2 separate regions of the Rattus norvegicus genome follow, and region 1 is linked to region 2. Evidence: chromatin contacts called from public Hi-C data. All regions are on one chromosome and are shown on one strand. The core of a region is the stretch at or near the end of the contact, and the rest is flanking DNA. Distances in the headings are between cores, read along the strand shown. Region 1 holds the start of Atp8a1 (ATPase phospholipid transporting 8A1). Region 2 overlaps Grxcr1 (glutaredoxin and cysteine rich domain containing 1).

Region 1 (2,700 bases), core at 12-2,511, 240 kb after region 2:
ACATTTTGTCTTTTTTCCTTATGCCCGAGTTGCAATCCTCTCTCTCTCTCTCTCTCTCTCTCTCTCTCTCTCTCTCTCTCGTTCAACCTCTTCCTTCTGGATGTCAAAGGAACACAAATAAAAAGCCTTGGCATAACCCTTTCTACTAGGGGCCTAGAAGAACAATGCAGGAAGCTGGTAGCTTTTACCTGGTTATTCCCTTCTTCCCTGCTCAGAAGCTTGCTTAGACACAAAGCCTCCCTCATCCTATCTCGAGACTGAAATCGATAACAAATTAAAAATACTGCAATTGTTTTGACTTGTTAGATTGGATTTTTTTCTTTTTTCTTTTCTTTTCTTTTCTTTTTTTTTTTTTTTTTTTTTTTCCGGAGCTGGGGACCGAACCCAGGTCAAGCGCTCTACCGCTGAGCTAAATCCCCAACCTCGTTAGATTGTATTTTACTACGCAAAATAAAAGGCATTGAGGTCGTGCTGGTCTCTAGGATATGAGGACTTGTAACTAGCATCTTTATGGATTTTATATCGACGACCCACTAGGTTTTGAGGATAAACTACTGCATCGAACTTTCTGAAGCAGAAACAACAAACAACAGAATTTTGCTTGGTTAACCATGTGGTCAACAGTTGGTTTGGTTACAATTTCAGAGCCTTAACAGGTTGCAGAGAACGAAGTGGTGGGAAATATGGGCTCACACCCACGCAGGTAGTGTGGCTCTAAGCCTTAGAATGACAAGAAGAAGGAAAGCTCCCGTGGTCTCGGGTCTCACGACCTGCTACTAGAGAGGGTTCAAGTGCAGCTCAGGCCAGGAGTCAGGCTGGGTTGAGATCGGCTAGGATTCCACTCTGGCGGCGAACGCAGTGTCCCCCACAGCATCAGAGGCGTCAACCACAAAGTCTCAGAGCCTTAGACTCAGGCTGCCTACACCGAACCCTGAGGACGGGCGGTTCTATCGCATTGTAGAGCCAGAGGGTGGCTGGAGGGGATGCCAGAGCTTCCAGAAACTAGAGCAGCTCTTCCACTTTTATTAAGGTTTGGGACACTTGTACTAGCCTTAAGGAGGGCTGAGGTGAGCCAAGAGGCCGAGAAAGCTAGAATCGATGTCCCTCTCCCCGCGGATGGTACGGTCCAAACTGGGCGGGACCCGGAGGCCGGCGGCCCTGTCCCCGCCCCACTCCAGGAGGCCAGCGAGTGAGCGCTCGCCCCGCAGACCACGCCCCCGGCGCCGTCCCTGGCTCCGCCCCTCGAGCCCGTTCCTCTGCCACTGCGGGGAGACCTAGGCGGCTCTGCGGACGCAGCTCCTTCGCCGCCTTCCCCCTCCCGCCCGGTGCCCAGGCGGCTCCTGGTGGCGACGCTGTCCTGGGTGGGAGGCGCGGCCGGGCGGCAGCTGAGCTCTCTGCGCGGTGCAGCCAGCTCTCCCGCCCGCGCGGCGCCGTGACAGGTGCAGAGTCCCCGCCCGAGACCTACCTGCAGGGGCTGTCGAGATGCCCACCATGCGGAGGACAGTGTCGGAGATCCGCTCTCGTGCGGAAGGTGAGTGAGCGCCGCAGCCGGAGGCTGTGAGCCCAGCGTGCTTGGGGGCAGGTGCGAGCAGCACGGGATCCTATGTGTGTGTGTGTGTGTGTGTGTGTGTGTGTGTGTGTGTGTGTGTGTGTGTGTGTGTCCGTCCGGGAAGATACACCCCCTCCTCCTTTTCCCAGTAGTCTGGCTGTCGCCCTTGATCACCAGTGGACCCTTCCGCCAGCTCTGCCTTCAGCGCACTAGCAATCGCTTTCCAGGATCCAAAACCTCGGAATTTATGTGCTGGCGGGAGCCCCAAGGTTTCCTTTACACCGCAACGCGACTGTTCAGTCCTTGCCTTCCAGAGCCAAGAGCCCGGCTCTCCTCCTTCACCAACAGCGCGCAATCTTTGCAATCTTCCTGTTCCCAATCAGCTTGCCCATGCCCATGAATAGATCCCTCCAACCTACTATCTCCAGCGCCCACCATTGTGCTGCCCCCACATCACGGCTTCCCGAAGAGCCGGTTTGCCATTCCCAGGCGTCGCAGATTCTTTGATCCACAGTTCCCAGCATCTCTAGGCTGGAAAAGCCTTAATTGGGTTTGGGTGCTCGGTGGAGACCAGGCTGTGTTCCAGTCTCTGCACTTCTGCCCCCTGCGGCTCACCAGGCTCTAGCTTGAGGTTTCATTTTTGTTTTTCTTTTTGCTTGAAGCCTGCACATTGGCTGGCTGAACTGACTTGAGTAAGGTGCATGCTGCTTTCGTTGCTCCACCCAGGACCAGCTGTTGAGTGGTTCCACTTGTAGGAAGTGTGCAACAGATGCCCTAGGGCAAGGGCGCTTTGGCAAAGACTGAAATGCTGTGCACTCTGAGGAGGCCTCCTTCACCTCCTGTCTGGCATGTGGGAAGCTTTTTCAGTAAACATCCCCCCTGGTTTTATTAGGGCAAAAAGGAACGGTCTACTTTTATTTTCTTTCTTTCGTTTGTCTGTTTTTCCATCCCAGTAACTCTGCCCTTCAACGTTGTGGAATGGCACGATTTTGAGAAATAATCTATCTTGTTATGGTCACTGATTCTCATCCCTGCCCCCAATCCTTACTTTTGACGATGAGGATGGGGGTGGGAATAGAAACGAGGAGAATAGGACTTCTGGGGGCGGGAGCAGTAAGAGCTGTAAGGACCTCATGTGAAAAATGGGTATT
Region 2 (2,700 bases), core at 39-2,538:
TTTCTAGAGCATGATACTATGTGATCCTGCAAGTTATAAATAACCAAAGAAAAACACTGTTCTAGAACTGAATAGCAAGTTATACCAGGATGGGATTGTCAAAGGAACAACCTTGGTAGTGCCTGCTTCTCCCTCCACTTTTAATCCTCCATTAAATGTCACCACCTCAACAACATCAACAACCTCAGGCAACATCACCACCGCCAGCCAGGCAACCATTCCTCCTTACACCATTAACAAAGCCCCTCTGTCCTCTTACCCAATCTTTTCCTTTAAAATAGGCAGGACTATGGAATATTATAGAGCGCACACTATCTGCTCCCTACCAGGACCTACAAATAAACTATACCTCTACTAAATCAGGAACTCACGTTTTTCCTAAGAAATAAGAACCTGTGACACAATCTGGTACATAGTAGGTGCATAATAATAATTTCTATACTTTCCTATAATTTAGACAGATTTTGTTCATTTCCCTCTCAGCAACTAAATGATCTTAACTTAAATATACTCAAACATTGTAAGTCCGTTACTTGTAAAATTAGGACCTTAAGTTCTACCGTATGATCATTTGTGAGGTAAGACTCTTTGACAAATGAGAAATAACAAAAACCTGGTGTCTAACAAACACTCGGCAAAAGATGTGTTATGTTGAAAATGTCATTGCTAATATAAAATGCCATTGACGTATCAGCTTCATCACTCTTCTATAAGCTAAAGGTCACAAGTAAAGTTACACATCAATATGCACTTCAATGGCGGGCTTTTACACTGTTGTACAAGGATTACAAACCAAACCTCCTACTGAGGGCGACTGTTATTCATATATTTTTAGGCATGTGCAAACAGTCAAGTCAGAAATATTTATCAAGTGTCACAAAAAGCCTCCTTTTCTCAGCACCCAACTTTGCAGATATGAATGAATGAACCACAGGTGAATATTTCTATAAAGGGAACTTTCTGGTTTGTTAATGTCCCAAGACTGTACAAGAAAAACGTTAATGACCTCCCAAGAAATTGTTGATCTGTTCAGATTGATTGCTAAACCTGCCGAGACATTAACTGAGAAGTCAATACTGTCCTACTCACCAAAATTAAAATGACCGTTCAGAGAATGCCCTCCCGAGACACTGCTGATCTTGCGGCATGTCTGACTGACTATGTGGATAAAGAAAGAAGCCTCCTTACCCCATCAGAAAGCTGTGGGACAGGCAGTGTCGCTCTGGCATTCACCACTAAGCCAGCTCAAGGTTTCAGGTGGAAACCTGGATTTTAATCTTTTGAAAACCCAAAGAACATGGAAGCAGAAATAGTTTGCTTTCTAGCTCAAAGCAGTAATGGAAGCTTGCTCCAGTCTCCCCTTTAAAGGGCGCTTGCCTCTTCCCACCGCCGCCTTTCTTCCTATTCCTCTGTATCCAGACAATTCCAATTGCTGGCACTGTCCACGACGACCTTTAGATTGACATTCATCATGTGGTGTCGCGCCCACCTCGACCGGCAAGGAAGACGCAACACCGTTGGATCCTTCTCAATCAGCCTTTATTGCAGGAACACCTCATTGATAGTACGGGGACCCCGGGGAACAAAGGCACTTGCCTTAAGTACAAAACAGGCTGTGGCTGTAAATTTGTCCACTGGGGATTGGTGGAGCATGAAATACCTATTTAGCATGAATATCACCCTGGCCTTGTAGGTGCTGGGGGTCTGCCAACACATGCGCTGTAGGTGTTTACCACAAACGACCACCGGATGTCGGCGCCATCTTTAGCCGCTCCCTACAATGTGGTATCAAGGTTACCCCACACACTCATTCACATTTGAGAAAAAAGCAGACCTACGCAGTCTAATTGGTTGGAACGATTTTTTCTGCTTTTTGAGACAAAGCCTCACTGTGTGGCTTCTTTCCTTTTTCAGCCTCCCAAGTGCTGGATACGGGAATGAGCCACCGAACCCTGCTCAAACTTTTGTTTCAGAATAAAAATGCTTGCACTGAGCAAACCATCTCAACCACAGCTTTGATACTTGGCAGCTATGATCATAGTGTTCTTGTCCAGGGTCTACTCGGAAATCTAATTGGTCAAGTTGTTTCTGGGTCTGTACACAAAGATGTTTTTAGAGGAAATTTGCATTTGAATTTAAGAGTATACAAAAGAAAGTAGTCGGACACCATGATGTCTGTGGGTGGGGGATGGGGCAGAGCAAGGCAGAGAGGTAGAGCAAGGCTGGCCCTGTGCTCTCTACCTGGCTACTTGACATCCACCCTCTTTTTCCCTTCTGTTTTTTCCTTTTTTTGTTCTGAAGGTTATAGAAAATTACAGTTGCTTTAAACTATATTGAGGTTTTCCTGGGTCTCCAACTTGGCCAAAAGTTAAATAGTAAGACTTCACAACCCCCCTAAGTCCAAGACCAACATCATATAAAAATCCCTTGCTAGACATAAATACCTTTCTGTACAGAGATAGACAATGGCTGTGTCTTAGTTAGACACATGGTAAAATACCATGAGCAAAAGCAATTTGGAGAAAAAAAGTTTTATTCACCGTGTAGCTTCTATTCCAGCATCCAAGACAAGGCAGGAGCTTGAGGCCAGAAGAGCTGACACAGAGGCCGTGGAAAGGCGCTACATACTGGCCTGCTCCTCATGGCTTGCTCATCCTGCTTTCTGGTGCTGTCGGTCATCTTCCCAGCTGAGGTTTCTAC

The links. A called contact is a pair of places that touch in the nucleus more often than the background predicts.
Region 1: a Hi-C map of frontal cortex shows a contact between it and region 2, with 2.9 times the contacts expected there. The contact joins the promoter of Atp8a1 here to the enhancer-like site in region 2. A contact is called at or near these places in 2 of 12 Hi-C or Micro-C datasets (frontal cortex and prefrontal cortex).

The regions. Positions count from the first base shown.
Region 1 is chr14:40,667,692-40,670,391 of GRCr8, forward strand. Atp8a1 (ATPase phospholipid transporting 8A1) reads left to right here and starts at 1,262. Exons shown (of 37, transcript NM_001426995.1): 1 at 1,262-1,531. The coding sequence starts at 1,483.
Region 2 is chr14:40,424,028-40,426,727 of GRCr8, forward strand. All of the region lies in intron 1 of Grxcr1 (glutaredoxin and cysteine rich domain containing 1), which reads right to left. Among named protein-coding and RNA genes, the nearest start is that of Grxcr1, 55 kb to the right of the region's middle. Within about 2 kb of position 1,289, at least 18 of the 93 cell types and tissues checked have an H3K27ac peak or open chromatin away from gene starts, as enhancers often do.